Linked DNA regions of Sus scrofa: region 2 is linked to region 1. Evidence: chromatin contacts called from public HiChIP or PLAC-seq data. All regions are on one chromosome and are shown on one strand. Each heading gives the region's core, a stretch centred on a gene start, on an enhancer-like site or on the middle of the called end of the contact. The rest is flanking DNA. Distances are from core to core; before and after follow the strand shown.

Evidence for each region. HiChIP or PLAC-seq counts read pairs in DNA pulled down with a chosen protein or histone mark.
Region 2: a contact with region 1 is called in an H3K27ac HiChIP or PLAC-seq map of skeletal muscle, with 4 times the contacts expected there. The contact joins two enhancer-like sites. A contact is called at or near these places in 5 of 47 Hi-C or Micro-C datasets (adipocytes, embryonic fibroblasts, epiblast stem cells and 2 more) and 1 of 2 datasets of contacts at active chromatin or transcription factors (skeletal muscle).

What each region holds. Positions count from the first base shown.
Region 1 is chr6:68,788,732-68,792,753 of Sscrofa11.1, reverse strand. No RefSeq gene overlaps it. Among named protein-coding and RNA genes, the nearest start is that of ERRFI1, 110 kb to the right of the region's middle. Within about 2 kb of position 1,828, at least 33 of the 83 cell types and tissues checked have an H3K27ac peak or open chromatin away from gene starts, as enhancers often do. A contact at or near this core is called in skeletal muscle, where this site is marked.
Region 2 is chr6:68,888,998-68,893,019 of Sscrofa11.1, reverse strand. No RefSeq gene overlaps it. Among named protein-coding and RNA genes, the nearest start is that of SLC45A1, 43 kb to the left of the region's middle. Within about 2 kb of position 2,154, at least 27 of the 83 cell types and tissues checked have an H3K27ac peak or open chromatin away from gene starts, as enhancers often do. A contact at or near this core is called in skeletal muscle, where this site is marked.

The sequences.
Region 1 (4,022 bases), core at 579-3,078:
TAGACCCCTAGCCTGGGAACCTCCATATGCCACGGGTGCGGCCTTAAAAGGACAAAAGACATATATATACATATATTTATTTCAACTTTATCATATTTAAAGAGGGATATATACTCTTTAATTTACTCTAAATGAATTAAATTAGGAAAAGTATGGATTATCAACCAATTTTAAAGTAATGTATTTAGTCAAACAATTTTTTAAAATTAAAAAAAAAATAGTAAAGTAGTTGGAGGTGTGGATTCAATCCCTGGCCCAGGAACTTCCATTTGCCGCAGGTGTGACCATTAAAAAAAATAATAAAAATAGTAAATCAGTATATTTTGTGACCAGTGTAGATTCAAATGTAAATTCAAAGTATGTATTACAACATTAAAAAGAGAGATAAAAACTGGTTCTATGAATTGTTTGGAATTTTTGCCTTTTTTTTTTTTTTTTTTTTTTTTTTTTTTGCTTTTTAGGGCCACACCTGCTGAATATGGAAGTTTCCAGGCTAAAGGTAGAATCAGAGCTACGGCTGCTGGCCTACACCACAGCCACAGCAATGTGAGATCTGAGCCGTGTCTGTGACCTACACCCCAGTTCATGGCAAAGCAGGATCCTTACCCTGCTGAGCAAGGACAGGGATTGAGCCCTCATCTTCACGGATATTATGACAGGTTCTTAACCTGCTGAGCCAAAATGGGAACTCCCAAAAAATTGAGTTTTAATAACTGAGGTTTTTATATTTGGGCAAATCTCACCATTTTGCCTCTAAATGACAAACAGAAGGTTCTGACTATGAGCTGTCAGCGTCGCTCAGCAAAAATGCCACGTGGATATGGGTCATATTTATTCCTAACAAATGACGAGCAAGATAGGGCATTATCATCATTATTTTTAGCTTTTGATTTTGGAAAAATTTAATTTTTCAGCTGATGAAAACAACCAAGAAATCTGAGAAAACTCATATTATGGCCAATTTGTGGAAATTGTTCTCTTTTAGCCTTTATTTTCATCGTCAGTGTTCCTTAAGCTTTCTTTAATCTGAGATGGGTGATGATGGGTATACATTTTTATTTATTTATTTATTTATTTATTGTCTTTTTTTTTTTTTTTTAGGGCCACACACACAGCATATGGAGATTCCCAGGCTAGGGGTCTAGTCGGAGCTGTAGCCGCCGGCCTACACCACAGCTCCAGCCGCAGCAACTCAGGAGCTGAGCCTCATCTGTGATCTGCACCACAGCTCACAGCAACCCAGATCCTTAACCCACTGAGCAAGGCCTGGAATCGAACCCGCAACCTCTGTGTCAGGTTCCTTAACCACTGTGCCACGACGGAACTCTGAGTATACATTTTTAAATGAAAATGACTTCACAGAGTATCGGCTAAAGTCCAGATGGAGGGCCTGGGGCGTTGACACCACTGAGGGCTCAGAAAGAAGGTTAGTCATCGTTTTACTTTAAGAAGATAGAAATGGGCTGGGGGGATGCGCTGGGGGTGTGGGATGGAAATCCTATCAAATTGGATTGTGATGATCACTGTACAACCATAAATGTAATAAATTCATTGAGTAATTAAAAAACATAAAAAGAAACTGAAAATAAAAAGACTGATGATAAGAAAGAGAGAAAGAGAAATGGAAGCAGACAGTCTTCTGTCTTTAAGGACCAGAACCTTGGGGTTCACCTTGGCAACCTCTGTCTCCTCCCAAATTGCTTGCTAGCCCCTTAGATCCCCGAGCCAAGAGGCCACTGCCCAGCTGGCCGACTGTGCCTCCGCCTAAAGCTCAGATGTCCTGAGCAAGAAAAGCCGTCATTTCTGTGACCCGAGCGAGCCATGCAGCCAGGCTGTCCCTCGGCCAGGATGAACTAAGCCTGCTGTCCCAGAGAGCTGGGAAGACGGCAGCTGTGGAAACACACGGTCCTGTGTTTCAAAATGCAAATGACCACATTGCCCTGACCTCGAGTGTCCTCAGAAACATTCCCTACCCACGATGATAAATCCTGCTCTCGGAATGTGGTAAATTGAGAAATGCAACACAAATACCCCAGCGGGATAGCCTTCCTTCTGGCCTTTCATGGTATTGTTTATGCAGCTAGATTTTTAGAAAATGCATTCCTTTAAGTTGGAGGGTTTCGGGCCATTTTTTTTTTTTCTTTCTTTCTTTCTTTTTTTTCCTGAAGCCCAGAAACTAAATGTTTTCATCAGAGGAAGCTGATCATGGTCCTCTGGCTTCACAGAGAGAGAAAGTGGATAATGTTGGGTTTCGTTTGCCCGGTAACCATTCTCCCATCCCAGTGGCACCTGAATTTCCTTTGATGGAATTGCCTCTTTCCCTTAGGGCAATCTGAGGGGACCGGAAATCCTGGCATGTGCCTCCCACTGGCCCTGTGGAACGGGTGGTGCTTCCAGCTCCCGGAACCATATCATTTCCATTTGCGACCCCAGTGCCACCACCGCACACCCCTTCTAATGTCCCTTCTTTTTTTAATTTTATTGGAGTATAGTGGACATACTGTTGTGTTGGTTTCAGGTGCACGGCAGACTGAATCAGTTCTAAGGCATTCTTTTTCACTTAAACTAGATGCTAACTAGTGATCCCAGCATACACCAGAAGAGAGCACCTCTATCTGCTCCCATCAGCTCCCGGGGCAGACCCTTGTTTTATCTCAAATATACCTTCTGTCAAAACATGTGTTGGTCTATCAGAAGTCAGTGAGAGTTAGTTACTCAGACTTCCTGGAACTCTGGTCCAGAGATGCACCCTCAGAGATTCACCATTCTTTTTTTTTTTTTTTTTTTTTTTTTTTTTTTGGCTTTTCAGGGCCACACTCATGGCATATGGAAGTTCCCAGGCTAGGGGTCAAATCAGAGCTGCAGCTGCTGGCCTACACCCCAGTCACAGCAACTCCAGTTCTGAGCCACACCTGTGACCTATACCACAGCTCAGGGCAGCACCAGATCCTTAACCCACCAAGCAAGGCCAGGGATCAAACCCATGTCCTCACGGATGCTAGTCGGGTTTGTTACCGCTGAGCCCCAACGGGAACTGCCCTGATCCACAGTTCTTTATCAAAGTGTTTTATATTACCATGATTGTATTATGATCAGTGAGGATATTTTTATTGAAGTGTAGTTTATTGCCAAAGTTTGGGTTTTTTTTGTTTGTTTGTTTTTTTTTTTTTTTTAGACGTGCGCCTGTGGCATATTGAGGTCCAATCGGAGCTGTAGCCGCCAGCCTACACCACAGCCACAGCAACGCGGGGTCCAAGCCGCATCTGCGACCTACACCACAGCTCACAGCAACGCCGGATCCTTAACCCACCAGGCAAGACCAGGGATCGAACCTACGTCCTCATGGATAGTAGTCAGATTCGTTTCTGCTGAGTGACGATGGGAACTCCTGCCAAAGTATTTTCACTGTTTCCTTTTCAAGGAAAATCTTCAAAGGATTAATATGAGCTTCTTACATTGGGATCATGGGTCTCACACCCAACTCTGTACCAAGTGTTCTCGTTAAAACTCCTGGGTCAACAGTTGCTGCGGAATAGACCTTCCAGAACGCCGGGAATCTGGATGCAGAATTGGAGTTCAGGGAAACCCAGGCATCAACTCCAATTTCTCTTCCCCAGTGAGAAGGGACCTTGCTAAAACTGAGTTTGGCTCAAGCAACAGGAGAGTCCAATGCTGATAAACACTCTCTTGAACACAAGCATGATGGCTAGAGTAAGTTCTTCTTAAATTAGAATAACAAGCCCAGAGTATGAAAGTTCGAGGGCAGAGAGAAAATCACAGGAGTTCCCTGGTGGCCTAGTGGTTAAGGACTCTGCCTTGTCACTGCTTTGGCTCAGTTGCTACTGTGACTCGGGTTCAATCCCTGGCCCAGGAACTTCTGAAGCATGGGCGTGGCCCAAAGAAAATCAGAGACGGCATTGATGGGCCACTTTGAGTCCATGAGGCTGTCCACTTTGGTCCCTGGAGAGTTACTCTGAGATGTATTGTATCTGTGTGTCCCCCTGGTGAAGGAGGGGACACCC
Region 2 (4,022 bases), core at 905-3,404, 100 kb before region 1:
TTCCCAGAGGGTCGTTCCAAACATGTTCAGGGAAATGGCAGGATCGTTGCAGTAAATGCGTAACCTCCCAAAATGACGACGTGGTTGGGCAACACATTTGGAACACGTGGAACCAGACAGCCCGGAAGGGAGTCCCACTCCACGCCTTCCAGCCTCCGTGACCTTGCGGGCCCTCATAAATCGATTCATGCTGAGGCATCTGTGATGAATGTGATAGCTGCCTCAGCTGAACCGAAAAGGACGCCTGGAAATTGTTAGCCGCAGGCACACATCCCTGCTGTCGGTGCCTCGCGTGATATCCGACACAGTCAGCGCCCCATAAATGGGGAATGGATGAACTCGGGTGGCCCAGGCGCTGTTGAACTTGGATGTGGGGGAGGTTCTGGAGCAAGAGGGACACTCCCAGAATTCCTCAGTTCATTCCACGGTTGTGATGCACAGCCTCTGTCCCACATGCATGGGGTTTGCATAGCCCTGAAAACTCGTTTCAGGGTGGACAAGTACAAGCTGATGAATCAGGGAAACTTGGCATTGTAACACTGATTATAATTAGAGGGCAATACGCTCCATTATATCACTTTTCAGGGAGTTACAGGACACTGCTCCATCAGTGATACTGCCTAAAAGGATCGCTGTGGTCAAAAGCCCTTAAAATACATCAGGAAGGATTTCAGAAGCAAAGCTGTAAGTATGCCCATACTTTGGGGTACAACCTACATGCCATATGCATTTTTAAATATTGTATGTCAAAAATTTTTTTTCTTTTCTTTTTACAGCTACGCTGGAGGCATATGAAATTTCCCTGGGTCGGGATCGAATCAGAGCTGTAGCTGCCAGCCGAAGTCACAGGCACAGCCCCACCAGATCCGAGCCATATCTGTGACCTATGCTAAAGCTTGCGGCAATGCCAGACCTTAACCCACTAAGTGAAGCCAGGGCTCGAATCCATATCCTCACGGACACTACGTTGGGTTCTTAATCTGCTGAGCCACATGGGGAACTCCAAGAAAATACCTAGATGAACTGTTAAAATAATCACAAGAAGGAGAGGTTGATGTTGGGATTAGGATAAATAGGTTAGATTTCTTTCTTTCTTTCTTTCCCAGTAAGGGGGTGGTTTGAGGGACACTAGAGAATAATTTCGACACGGATTTTTAGGTTTTCTGTCCATCAGACAAATATTTATCCAATGCCTAATTGGCCGAGGCCCAGCTAGGTGCTGGGATTCAAAATGCACAAGAGAGACCAAACCCTGTTCTCACTCCATCATTGAATATTAACATGAATTTGTTTGCCAAATTTTGGAAAATTCATTGGGAAGATATCGAATGAAACTTGGAAGGGGAACATTTAGAACCAAATGCCCAGGAACCAGAGAGGTGCCCAAGGGATAGATGGTAATTTTATATAACAAAGAAGTGCTGATCTGCTTAATATCCTTTACAGAAGTGATATTAAAACTCCAGTAGAAAAATGTAGGCAGGAGTTTCCTGGTGGCGCAGTGGGTTAAGGATCTGGCGTTGTCACTGCAGCAGCTTGGATGGCTGCTATAGTGCAGGTTCAATCCCTGGCCCAGGAACTTCTTCATGGACAGAAAAAATAAAGGGAGTTCCTGTGTGGCTCAGTGGAAACGAATCCAACTAGTAACCATGAGGATGCAGGTTTGATCCCTGGCTTCACTCAGTGGGTTAAGGATCCATTGTTGCGTGAGCTGTGGTGTAGGTTGAAGACCCAGCTTGGATCTGGTGTTGCTGTGGCTGTGGTGTAGGCCGGTGGCTACAGCTCCAATTAGATCCCTAGCCTGGGAACGCCCAGGTGCCGTGGGTGCAGCCCTCAAAAGACCAAAAAAAAAAAAAAATGAGCCAAGGACCACAGGCAATTCAGAAAGGAGAGATACAAAGGCCCACACAAATTAAGTGCAAATTAAAATATATGCAAATTAAATGCAAATGAAACTGTAACCATGCAGAGTTGCTGGTAAACCTTCAGAGTTAGTAGCTCGGCAAGGAGAAGAGACTAAACAGACTGGAAATAGGGTCTGATAGATCGTCTACGCTGAAGATCCTTGAATCCATTCCTCTGGACTGCGGTGGGGAGGTGGAAAAATGCTGAGTTGACTCGTTGGCACCCGGCCCAGCTGGGCTTTCTTATGTAACAAAGGCTTGAGCTAGTTAGTATGAGAACTTGTGAAATGCAAGCTCAGAGTGGCCAAAACAAATATGTGGCCAGAGGAAAGCCAGCCTGGCCACCGTTTCTCTAACATTCGCGTTTTTATAAACATAGCAAAGAGCCATAAAACGGAAGGCTGTGTTTTGCCACAGGCCACACTTGCAACTGTTGTTTGCCTGTACATCTGCTGTATCACCTTCACTATCGAAAGCCGGAACATTCCATAAAGTCCATGGAGAGCATTCAAAACGCTCATCAAAACAAGCCAGCCCTGGCTGGAGAAAGGCGGGCTTTCTGTTCTCTGCTGGGTATAACCACAGTTTTCCCTTGCTGTTGGATCTTTCTAGCAAACACCTAGAACCCTCTCCTCCCCAGAAACCAGGTATCGGTGACCAGGAGATATGTTTGTTTAGCATCCTGTGCCCTTATTCCCAGAAGAGAGGGAATGGTACGGAACGCTCCGTCAAATAAACAATTGCCCAAGGTCTTGGACAAAAGGAATTGGGAACAGGAAGCAGACAGAGGACTCGTTGCCCCAGGTAACTGCCTGATAAGGTAAACACACGTGTACAACGAGTTCCTGTCCTCCTGTGATAAATATTTATGTGTTGCGCCCTGCGTTTGAAAGCACTAGACCATTTCTCGTCTGCACGTTGACCTTTGGATGCAAACCACGGGACGGACGGATTTTGAAGGTGATATAATTAGTTTTTGTGGCTCCAAGTTGTACCGGAAACAAGAGACACTGTCGTTTTGGTGAGCATTTAAAAAGCGATTCAGCAGGTGTGCGCAGGTAACAGGGTCAACTTACAGTCGGAGACTTTTCTTAGTTGCTCCTGGAATTCAGTGCTTTTAGGGAGATGCTCTGGGAGTTTATCATAAGCAAACGCACAGCCTCCTGAGGTTGGACGTGATGGACGAACTCTGGGTAATGCAGGGCTTTGTGTTATTTCCTGGGGATACTGAAGACCTCATTTGTAGGATACTGGTGTAGCGTGGCCCGAAATTTCTGTCATCTGATATATTTCACCTCAACGCTCATAAACCGGCCGGGGCAAACCATCTCCCTGCAGTGAGCTGTATTAACCCCACCTCAAGCAAAAGTCCAAGGCAAATGGCAAAAATAAGGAAATGCATTTGCCCCTATATCCCCACGACCACCTTTCTAGATGGTACAAGCTGGAGACCTGCGTCCGTCCTTGTCACCTCTACCTCTTTGACTCCCAATGTTCAATGTATCTAAAGACCTTATTGTCCTCCATCCACCAAATATCTCACATGTGCATGATGCTCCTTCTCCACCTGTTCTGTCATGCTGTTTGCCCTGAGTCACCAAGACCCAACTCAAGACCCAACTCAAGGTCCTCCCTGTCCGCCAGGCCCTTCTCAGTTTCCATTTCTCATCAAATGGCATCCTCCCCAGTTCTGCTTTCCAGGACCTGGGCCCACATCCTGGGGTCCCCCGACCTTCTCCCACCCTTCGGCAGGTCTTATGGATTGTTTGTCCTTCCTGAAGACCTTGGCGCCATCCACCCACATCGCTCTGTGCTCACTGCCTCCCCCCCTCAGGACATTCTCACCTTCCACCTGGACCATGAAATGGCCTCCTGGGACCTCAGGGGTCCTCTTTGCTGCCCTGGCTTCATTGTCCTCCACCAAGCCTGGGAACATATGCAATTATAAACCTGATGGAGGAACTTACTGGCTGAAAATCATCTGTGACGTCCCCTTCCTTCCAAAGATGGAGGAAAAAGATCCCATCTCCACCTCCAGGGCTCAACTACCTCCTTCCTTCGAGCTTCATGGGGGCTGCTCAGAGCTCTGGCTGCTTCAGCTTCCATTGCAGGGCCCAG